2 separate regions of the Pan troglodytes genome follow, and region 2 is linked to region 1. A link is a contact called in public Hi-C data. All regions are on one chromosome and are shown on one strand. Each heading gives the region's core, a stretch centred on a gene start, on an enhancer-like site or on the middle of the called end of the contact. The rest is flanking DNA. Distances are from core to core; before and after follow the strand shown. Region 1 overlaps IGF1R (insulin like growth factor 1 receptor). Region 2 overlaps IGF1R (insulin like growth factor 1 receptor).

What was found. Hi-C and Micro-C count contacts between places; a contact is called where the count stands out from the background.
Region 2: a contact with region 1 is called in a Hi-C map of induced pluripotent stem cells, with 1.7 times the contacts expected there. The contact joins two enhancer-like sites. A contact is called at or near these places in 3 of 7 Hi-C or Micro-C datasets (blood, induced pluripotent stem cells and stem cell-derived neural progenitor cells).

Annotation. Positions count from the first base shown.
Region 1 is chr16:90,485,809-90,491,515 of NHGRI_mPanTro3-v2.0_pri, forward strand. The region is part of intron 1 of IGF1R (insulin like growth factor 1 receptor); the gene reads left to right. Among named protein-coding and RNA genes, the nearest start is that of IGF1R, 22 kb to the left of the region's middle. Within about 2 kb of position 2,798, at least 9 of the 24 cell types and tissues checked have an H3K27ac peak or open chromatin away from gene starts, as enhancers often do. A contact at or near this core is called in induced pluripotent stem cells, where this site is marked.
Region 2 is chr16:90,600,821-90,606,359 of NHGRI_mPanTro3-v2.0_pri, forward strand. The region is part of intron 2 of IGF1R (insulin like growth factor 1 receptor); the gene reads left to right. Among named protein-coding and RNA genes, the nearest start is that of IGF1R, 140 kb to the left of the region's middle. Within about 2 kb of position 2,516, at least 4 of the 24 cell types and tissues checked have an H3K27ac peak or open chromatin away from gene starts, as enhancers often do. A contact at or near this core is called in induced pluripotent stem cells, where this site is marked.

The sequences.
Region 1 (5,707 bases), core at 1,548-4,047:
GGCTTCAGTATATGAATTGGAGGGGACACAGTCTTGCAGTTCAGAACAGTGGAGCAGTGTGCCCTAGTGAAGGGATCTCCAGACCAGGATTCTCTATGGAAGTTCTTGGCCAGGTCTGAGGGTTGGTTACAGATCATTAAAATTTACATAGAATCCAGTACTTGAAAGTACATGTCTTCAGGATGGCGCTGAGCACATTCGCCTCCGTAACCAAATGCCTGAAATGTGTAGTGCGCCTTCTGAGCACCCCATTGCTTTCCTTAAAGTGACTGCAGTTTGAGAGGAACTCAATTATTGAGAAATTTTATATGACCCCATTTCTCTCATTTTAGGACAGATAAGTTGCTTATTTTAAACTCTGCAGGAGCTACATAGAGGAAGTTATACTCCAGGAGAGCTTAAATTTCACTCTTTGAAAACTCTCTTCCATGTAAGTACATTCCTCCTCTCTCCCCTCCTCAGTGAGCACGCACCCATCAGATGTGTGGGATTCTATGAAAAGCAGCTCCTCGTGACCCTGCCCAGGGTCTGTTTTGTAAAGCTGACAGCAGCATCGGCGAGCTGGAAGGGGCTGCCACAGAAGACAGACTTACCGCTGCCGCCCGCTTCCGAGCTCTCAGTAGTTTTTCCTCTCCCAGCAAATCCAGGCGGCTGGGAAGGTGATTGTTAATTGTTTATAAGCATTAACTGCTTACCAGTCATTCTTACTATTTTAAATCTGACCCTGCTATTATGTTGTTTTGTTTCTGTTCACAGCTGAGCTTTAAGCTGGGTAGAATTTCGTGATGAGTCACTCCCATGACTGTAAAATCAGTATCGATCAAGCCTTCCTGTTCAACCATAAGCAGATGAGACAGGCTTATGGTTTCCACCGGCTCGGCTCCGTGCGTGTGCGGATTGGGCTTCCTGAGAGCCTGGTTAGCCCCTTTTATCTGCTGCTCTGAAACCTGCGCAAGGGTGTTTAGCATGCACCTTGAAACCTCTGCTGCCTGAAGACAGTGTGCTTAAATGAAGGGTATACAAACCCATGTGAGGTTTTCTCTTCCCTTTTCCATGAACTCCACCCCAATTACCTGTTTGAATTTTGCATGCCAGTTATTTTCAGGGAACTAGTGACCCTTTTCTTGCCACCCTGGGCTTTGAATTGAAGGCCAGTGTGCCACCTTTTCTTTGGCTTTGTTAGAACGTTGCCCTCAGGGTCATATGTGCTGGCTGCTATGAATTCTTACTGCTTGATGGACAGAGAAAGGTGAGGGTTAGATATCTGGACAGGGCATGACAGGGCGGGTCATCGAGTAGGAACATTGGGACCTTTTGCTTCCAGGCTTGAGCAGTGGGTGAGAAACACTGTCTTCCCATTAGGGCAGTGGGTGAAACACTGACTTCCCTCAATCCTCTGGGCAGCCTTGTCAGGTGGGTGTGGAAGCTGAGGTGTGTCTGCCCCAGGCTGTGCAGTCAGCCCCGTGTTCTAGCTTCCCGTGCCGAACCTGGCCCCAGAGGCTGTCTGCCTGGCAAGGGGGCTGCACAAAGCTCACAGGGGCATTTCTGGTGCTTAGTAGATGCTAGGCCGGCCCCCAGTGCACTGATAAGAGCATGGGCTGAGAGTGCCGCTTGGATTCGGCTACAGTGGGCAGCAGAGTAGGGGTGACTGGTGTTGCTTTTACTCTAGAGCAGAGGAGGCAGATGAGGTAGATCAGGGCCCCAGGGATGCTGAGCTGAGCTGGGTAGAGAGAATTTGGTTTTGTAGGATTTGGAGACAGAGACAAAGTTGGAGTGTTTGGATGTTCGGGGACCTGCAGGAGGTATGTGAGGTGTGTAAAATGCAGCCCCTGTTTTAAAAAGAGCTTACATTGCCTCTTGAGAAGATAAGGTGTGCCCAGCTGTGGAATGGAACCAGATGCTTTTATGAGTGAGGATAGAGTGAGCACACTGGGAAAGAGCCCTGGAATTGGAGGAAGAGATCATTTTGCCCAGAGGGATCTTGGAGGTCTCCTGGAGGAGGGTACTTAGATGATCAGAAGGATTATACTAGACTTGATGGGGTGGTCTTGGCATCAGAACTTTAAAAATGTATTTTGGGGCTGGAAGCAAGGCTGGAGAGGAAGGTTTGTTTAAGTTGTAGTGGGGGATGAGGCTGGGGGCAAATCGGGGATGGTTTTCCAGGTCTGTAAAGGCCGGGGTAAGAGGAATGGTTGGTTCTTAAGAGCAAAAAAAATCCCTTACATATTGGTTCTCTTATTTGTGCTAAGTTAAATACATGGGAGGCTACTGGTGTTTATGAAATAACCCTGAGCCTTTTTGGGGAGGTAGTAGTGGAAGTCTGATGGAAGAGATAGAAGGCTGGTCCCAGGGGTTCTGGGTGGCATCTTCCTCTCAGGTCATCACTGTGCTTTTGCACATTGCAGTTATATTTGACTACATTTGATTATGGCAGATTTACTTAGAAGGACACTGGAAAAAAGCCTCCCAAATTACAACTGACACAGGAAATGACTTTATTTTCTTCTATTTTTTTTCTTTGCTTTTCTCCCCCAATCAACATACATTTTTAAACCTGTCATCTCACATGACCTGCCGGTAGAATTGATATGTTTAATTTCTGTAGAAAATAACTGGAAATATTTCACAAGCTCCAGTAGCTTCCTGTTGTAGGGATGCTTAGGACTTTGGAATGAGAAGTTTTCTATTGAGTTGTCATATTTGGAAGGATAAAGGTGCCCTCTTTTCCCTCGATCCACATAGTAGACTCCTGTGTGCGGACATTTGTTTGGTGTCTCACGTTGATGCAAATGCAGCCATTGCAGAGTGAGCCCCGCTCTGTTACTGGATCTCCATTTGCTCAAAAGAGAGCAGTGTCCCCCTCCGAATCTGCATGTCTGAAAGCATTCATGCAGGTTCATTGCATGGGTCTTTGCATTTTACTTAGACTTAGCAAAAATCAGGTATAGTCTTTCCTGAAAACAAAAGTGACCATTGTTTTTAATCAACTGTAGGGTGTTTGGAGTTGTGAAATATTTAGGGTCCCGAGTCCATTCCAGATTCAACATTGGGAAAGAATGAGAAAGCTGAAGCCTGGGGCAGGCTCTGTCTGCAGAAACCATGGGCTATCGCCCCCCTCTCCTTAGCAGCATTGTAAACAAAACCCCATTTGTAAGGAGCATGTCCCAACTGAGCTTGTAATTATAGGGGCAAGATTTGTGTGGTGGTAGGGGCATGGAGCTGGAGACTGGGGGCTTCCTTATTGGTTCATTTATCCTGGCCCTTCTCTTTTCTCTCAAGTCTCAGCTCTTTTAAGATTCAGAAAATAATGCAAAATGCCTAAGATTTCTGAAATTCCTGGCTTCAGAGACTTGACTACATAAAAGAGCCAGGATTTTCAGGCTGGCCATTTCAGGATCAGCCATTTCCCACTTCCTGATTCATAGCTTCCAGGATTTGTAATGCCTGTAGACTTTTTTCTCTCTTGCTTAAAAGCGGCCATTGAAAGAAAAAATAAATAGCAAAATCCCCATCCCAGAAGTTCTGCTTCCTGTTGTTGTACTATTGAGCTCTGAAAAACAGCTTTGTAAGTTTAGGCTCTTGTTTGGACTATTTCAGTGGAATTCTTGAGATCTTTTTGTTTGGACAGGCAACTATGAAGGCGATAAGTCGAAAGAACTGCAGCTTACTCAGCACAGAAATGCAGAGGCTCAAATTTAAGTTCTTCCTTAGCTTTATGGTGTGTATATTAATATAATCCAAGCAATAGTGAGTTGCTTAGCCAGGGTGCACAGACATTTTCCACTATGCCAGTTGTTTCCCTCATAATGTTTAATGTTTATTTTTAAAGGACATATTTGGGCACACGTTTCATTTTTGCCTGTAAAAGAATTGGGAATATTTGTGATTTTTGCAACAAAGGAGAAGGATCCAAAGTAACCAAGAAAATGATGGACTGGCAGCCTTCACATTTTCCCACAACTCTTTTCATGAAATAAAATGTAGATAAGGCTGGGTGCCATGGCTCACGCCTGTAATCCCGGCACTTTGGGAGGCCGAGGCGGGCGGATCACCTGTGGTCGGGAGTTTGAGACCAGCCTGGCGAGCATGGCGAAACCCCATCTCTACGAAAAATACAAAAATTAGCCGCGTGTGGTGGTGTGCGCCTGTAGTCCCAGCTACTCGGGAGGCTGAGGTGGGAGAATCACTTGAACCTGGGAGGCAGAGGTTGCAGTGAGACAAGATGGCACCATTGCACTCCAGCCTGAGTGATAGAGCAAGACTCCATCTCAAAAAAAAAAAAAAAAAAGTGTAGGTTAGCAAAAGTGCCTACAGTTCAAATGCTTCCATGCTAACCGTTGTATTTCTTCCGGTCTCATTTGTGATGAGAGTCATAAGATTTTGAGAAATACAAAAACCTTTCCAGCTTTGTAGGATGATAATGGCTTGGCCACTCAAGTAGTTCTGATTGGGTTAACTAATTTGGTCCAGTAATCATTTCATTTGGGGTGAATGGATTTTTCCCCCCTAAATACGGGTTCCTGGAAAGTTGAAGTAGTGAATCCGGTGAAACTTAATCAGTGATTTCGTAAGGGTTAACAAATGTTTCTGGGTGGGATTCCTAATGTCCAGCTTCCTCTGTGTAGCTCAGTAAGTCTTCTTTGGAGACACTAGCCTGCATTGTAAGACTGTCACATGGGAGCATCTTTTTATTTTATTTTACTTTTTTTAAAAAAATGAGGTCTTGCTTTATTATCCTGGCTGGAGTGCAGTGGTGTGATCATGGCTCACTGTAGCCTTGAACTCCTGGGCTCAAGTGATCCTCTTGCCTCAACCTCCCAAGTAGTTGGGCTGATAGACATGAGCTACTGTGCCACGTAGCATTCTTGGGGATTATTGTAGGGTCCTTTTGGACCACACATGGTTTTATACTCTGTAGCTGATTGATGTACTGGCATGTCAGTGACATTGTGTGTATCATTACACTATTTGGTTAATTGATGTACTGGTGGAATAGCCATCTTCTGGAGGCTCTTGTTTGCATACTTCTCTTAGTGGCGGACTAGCGGCTGTACAGTAAATAGATGATCATTCTCGCTCTGTTTTACCTTTCCTCAGCTGCTCTTCTGGTAGGAAAAGAACAGCCCTCTTAGCTGTAGTCTTCTGGAGGCTCTCTCAATAATAGAAGTGGAAAGAAAAGACTCAAATCCCTGGGCAGTGACTTTTTAGTTGTTTCATTTGCTTGTAAAGCAGAAAGACCTTTAACTCTTAGTAGCCTTACAGATCGTATTTGAAAACACCTGTGCTTGCCTTGAATGGGGCGGTGACCACTGGATCCCCCCATGCTGGGTACATGTTTTGCAGTCACAGACACTGCTGGCCTCACCTTTGGTGGTGAAGGAATCTTTCCAATTTCTGCTGATGGTGTAGTGCTCTTGGGAGCTGGGTTCTCTGAATGAGCAGATGGGCAACTACTTTTTTAAGCCTGCTGTTCATTCTGCAAAATAGTTATTGTGCAAATACCTGATAAGCACCAGGTCTGTGCCAGGCGCTGTATTTTGTATTTTGCATGTCTGAGGCCAGCATCTTTTTCCCTGTTCCTTTTTCTCCTCATCCAGTGAACTTTCCACTGTGGTTGTAGTTTGTCTGAAAAAGATTTGGAAAAAATGTACAGCCATGTTTCTCTTGTCTAGAGAAGCTGTCTTAAGGACTTCGACAAGTTTCATTG
Region 2 (5,539 bases), core at 1,266-3,765, 110 kb after region 1:
TCAGCATAATTCCTTATAGATTCATTCAGGTTGCTGTGTTTATCAATAGTTTGTTTCTTTTTATTGCTGAATGGTATTCTGTGGTGTAAATGTACTACATTCCATGAGCATGGCATGTCCCTCCATTTATTTAGTTTTTCTTTGATTTACTTCATTAGCATTTTGTAGTTTTTGTAGTCCTGTGTATGTTTTGGTAGAGTTATACCCTAAGTATTTAATTTCTTTGCTCATTGCTAGTATATAGAGATACAACTTATTGAACTCACTTTTTAGTTTATGCTAGTTTATTACTAATTATTAATATATGCTCAAGATATGTAAACTTTTATTTTTATTAGGTGTCACTTGCTAAATTTTGTGGAGAATACTGATGCTATTGCTAGAAAGTGCTGCTGTCACAAAGTGGGTTTATATATAGTACCATGCTATCCTTCTTCCTACGCTAGATTAGAAGTTATTTATGTGCTATATGCACATAGAGTTTTTGATGGGTCTATTGCAAATACTATGGCATCTGAACTTTTTTTTTTTTTTTTTTTTTTGAGATAGAGTCTCCCTCTGTTGCCCAGGCTAGAGTGCAATGGTGCAGTCTCAGCTCACTGCAGCCTCTGCCTCCCGGGTTCAAGCGATTCTCCTGCCTCAGCCTCCCAAGTAGCTGGGATTGCAGGCACCCGCAACCACACCCGGGTAATTTTTGTATTTTTAGTGGAGACAGAGTTTCACCGTGTTGACCAAGCTGGTTTCAAAGTGCTGGGATTACAGGCGTGAGCCACCGTGCCCGGCCCCTGAATCCTATTTTTAAGTATAAAAAGTCTTTTTTCAGCTCTGGATTATGGTGCTGCAAGCTGATATTCTTCTCATGGCAGTAAACAGAGAAGTCCTAGGGGTAATCTTACCCCTCTGGGGAGTCCAGGATATCTGAGCATCTCCCTTTTCTTTTTACTGCTAGGAAGAATTTCTGCTAGTAGAATTTTTATTTTGGCCAACTCTGACCCCTTAGGTTGATATCAGAATGAGGTGTACCAACCTAGGTGGTCAGAGTTGGCCAAAATACACATTTTCCTGCTGAGCAATTTAGTCTAGGTTAAGTCATACTTGACCATATGCCCTAGTTTAGCGTCCAGTTTGTGAACATTCTTTACCTGAGTTATTGTAATTCTAATCTCTTATGTAAAACTGCAGGTAGTCAGCCCTTTGTCTCCTTCAGTTCTACATCTGCGGATTCCTCCAACTACAGATTAAGAATATTTGGGGGAAAAACAGTAAAAAAAAATTATAATACAACAATAAAGATAACAAATTTAAAAACTAGTATAACAACTTTTTATACAGCATTTGTATTGGGTATTGTAAGCTAGAGATGGCTGAAAGTCTCTGAGACGCTGTGCATACGTTATATGCAAGCGCTGCCATTTTATTGCAGAGACTTGAGCATCCAAGGATTTTGTATCCGTGGGAGTCCTGGAACCAATCCCCCTTGGATACTGAGGGATGACTGTATTTACAACATGTCTAGATTTTCGACAACTTGAATTAAACCAGAAAGAATATGAACACACAGAAGTTCATGTGTATATATATATATGTGTATGTGTTTAGAAGGGAGCAAGCTGTTAAACATGGGAAATAGTTGCTAGTAGTTTGTAATTTTATGATTACAATTTTAAAATTCAATTTTGCAACTGGAATTTGACTTGATTGGTTAGTGCCTTACAGTAATTAACCTCCAAATCATCAGAATGTCATCTTGTTATTTAGGTAATTGAATCTACTTTTCTTGTATACAGAATGCTTTTTGGAAACAATACACTGTATATCTAGTTTGTACCAAGAACTAATTGTACACAGTCAGATACTTGCAGTTCTTTTGGACTTGAGTTTCTTTATCCTTCTATCAGATGTCACAATTCCCTCTTCCCTTTGTAGCATATGAAAGTAGTTGTGTGTGCACTGTATTTGGGAATATCAAGTAATAGAATCTCTAGAAAACACTAATGATTTCAGTCCCAGGTAATCCAGAGTTAAAAATAATGTTCATAAGGAAGGGTAGCAAAATTTAGATTTTAATACTTATAGGAGGTGTGTTAATTGGCCCCAGGGCCACAGGCTTTAGCATCCAGAGGACTTTAGCCCCAAAGGTTTTGTGGAACTTTTCCAGAGTCCTCACCAGTACATTGGGAATAAATGGAATGCCTTTGGAAGTACTTTGAAGATTGAATTCGATAGTGTTGGTAAAGCAGTCTAGCCTGCTGTGATTGTGCTATTGATGCAAATATTCTCTAGCCTGTATTATTTTTCCTTGGAGCTCAGGAAGTGATCCCCACCCACCTCAAGCAGTAAAGGAAAGAGAGGCAGGAGGGTCTGACCATGTGAGGTGCCCCAATAAAGCATCTGTATTGTAAATCAGGAATGTAGGTATTGGGTTTCCTTAAAACAAAGCACACCTACATGACCACTAGCTGGAGCACAGTGTGGGCTCGGTCTGCTGAAAGAGTCAGTTGGTTGCGGCTGTCTAATCCAATTATGGATGGTCCCAGCGCTCAGCCTTTCAGCTGCTGCCCCTCCCCTGCAGACTCTGCCTCTCTCACCCTCCCTTTTAGGGCTTGGTCTGTGGCTACCCCAGAAATCACGTGCACTCCTAGGCTTCAGCGAGTACAGCCTTGTTAATCTCAGACGTGGAAAGCAAGTTGCCTAGGTCTACAGATGAGTATTCAGTTTCCCCACCAGTTGACCTCAGTGCAGGTTTTGTTGGTTCCAGTCATTTGGGGTCAGCACCTGTTTGAAGCCAGGACACTTAGAACAAGGTGGAGGAAAACCTGAGGGTACATACAGTGTGGTTTCCTTGGCTCATCTAATAGAGAGTCAGAATGATTAGCCACATTGCAAATTGTCTTTACTCAGTGGTTTAATTGTTAACCAGGTAGTTAATTTTTTTTTTTATTAAACAAAGAAGAAAACACCTCTAGATCTTTCTGGGACAGATGGCCCCATTGAAAGAAGGCCACGTGCTGCAGCGAATGGCCAGGCCTCGGGTGTGGCAAGTGCCTTCCAGCTCAGTGGTTGCTTTGTGCTCCTTTGCCTATTTGAAGACATGTGGATGAATCAAAATCTATAAGCCTATTTCAGTCAAGTATTCTAAGGAACCTGGAAACACAGGGGATTTCTCTGTTGCCTCTAATACAGTGAAAAACCACTGTCTTTTGTTGTTGTTGTTGTTGCATTGGGGGAAGAAAGTCCAGGTTTGCATGTACATTTTCACTCATAGGATTTTTTTTTTAGAATAGTTTGGGGAGGACATTGTGCTCTGGCCAACAACTGGGCCAGTGTCTGGTCACAAGATGATCAGGCAGGTGCCTGCATGACTGTAGGACAGAGAACTGGGCAGCTAGAGAGCCTGTGTGGAACGTGAAGCCTTTCCCCACTTTGTTGCCGTCCTAACCTTTTCTCAAGTCATGGAGAATTGATCCTTAGACATTCCTTACCTCTCTCACCCACTTGAGGATTGCTCAGAGCCTGGGTTTCGGATTGAAATAGCACTATTTCTGGTTGGTGACGACATTCTGTGAGCCAGCAATGTAGTTTAAATATCCACAAGAGCGCCCTGGTTCCATCAGCACCCCTTCGTAATTGGTCATGAGACTTGGACCTCCTTCGGGGCTGGGACTCGGGCAAGGGAGTTGAGTAGAGCTTCTCTTTCTGGGCTCCTGGGAAGGATTCATGGCATAAAAGTGGGACTTCAGCATTCTCCGGGCACACCTGTCTCTGTTTTTGTCCTCTCCTGAATCTTTCTGGCCTGCAGAGCAGAATAAAGTCACTCTGTGCCAACCTGACTTTTGTTCATGACTATATTAGGGGCATGGATAGAAAGTGCCCCCATAGCACTCTCAGATAAAACACCTTCAAACAAACCCAGAAACCCATGCTCACAAAACCACCCACCTTAAATTATGAAACTTTCAGGCTGACTAAATCCTGAAGGCGTTGGAGCGTGAGCAAAGGGAAAATGGTGACACAGAGTTTGCCCTTCCTAATCCAAATGAAAAGCTCTGTAACCCTCCCCCCACCTTTGCTATCAAGAAATGTTGGACCTTTGGGAAGCAGATGTAGAGTATTGATCCTTAAAACAGAGACCTCTCACCCTAGGTAGATTTCTAACTGAAGTGGGTTCCACATTGGAAGTACTTTGCAGAAACTTCTATTACCGCAATTACTTTTGCACCAACAAATAGTATCCTCAACTCAGAAGGAAAGAATTGGAACACTCAGCTGGAGGTGTCTGGTAGGGACATGTGTCTGCTTTTTGAATCAGTCGTATATGTTTTTGTTCCTGTGCCTGGAGGCCCTTTGTGGTGTGAGAACATTGAATTTGGAGAGGGAAAGGGAGACAAAAGAGAAATGGGGGTGATGCTTAAGGGAAAGTAGGGTTTTTAGTTTGTTCACCACGCTTGATGGCAGATTTGCCTCTGGATCCTCAGGCCACGTTCCTATGGTGGGTAGGGATCTCTCTCTCTCTCTCTCTCTCTCTGTGTGTGTGTGTGTGTGTGTGTGTGTGTGTGTGTGTGTGTAAATAGTGATTTCTCTAAGTTAATAAAGAATGTGGGGTGACCTCCTACACATGCCCGTATGCTATTGTGTAGGAACAAATGCATGGTAGGAATGGGTAGACTCTAATCTGAAAGCATCAAGTTGTATGCATCTTCTGCAATTAGGAATCTGCTCACCAGCACGAGTGCTGTGGTTTCTGTAGTTCTGGGATTCAGAGGAGCATTTTAAAGATGTAGGATGTTAGAGGAGGAGGTGCAGGGATCTCCCCTTGGGTAAAGAGTGGAGACAGTCTCTGAGTCATAATCTGGGACCAGTGGAAGGTCAAAGGGAAGAACTGTCCTGTTGTCTGCTAAGTCACAGGCTTCCTTCCTGTTCTCTGAGCCCTGTCACTTACCCAAGGTGCAGCAACAATTAGTGTCTGTTTACACATAACAGACATCTCTTTCATAAAATAATTTTTAAGGCATTTGTTTGGTAGAAGCTTCCCTGTTTGGGGGAGTCTTTTCCCTGAATGCATGTAAATAACTTCACAGTTTGCGCAAGTTTGCAAACGGTCTATACTGCTCAGCCTTGATTGGGCTACCCAAGGATGCGCCCGCCCTGCTGAGGTCTGACAGCTCTGGGAGGCCAGTGAGGCCTGTCCTAATCCCTGTTCTGGCCGGTGATTCAGCTCCAGGTGGAGGCTGTGCAGAAACAGCCCTGGTCATCTTTGTGTGAAATACATTTGTCGTCTTCATTTTATTTTTTCTTCTGCTGGTATCTTCATGGTTTTCAGCAAAACTGTGTACATTACATTTTTTATTTACCATTTCTCTGTAGTTATTTCTAGCATTTTTTTTTCAGCTGATGAAAGCAAATGAAGAATTTTTATGCTCCATAGTCAGTCAAACATTGATTTCTCTGACTTTTAACTTAGAAAGTCATTTTGCAGTGGCTTGCGTGTGTGTGTGTATTTAGACTGTGCTTCTACAAAAAAGCACACGTAGGCTTATGG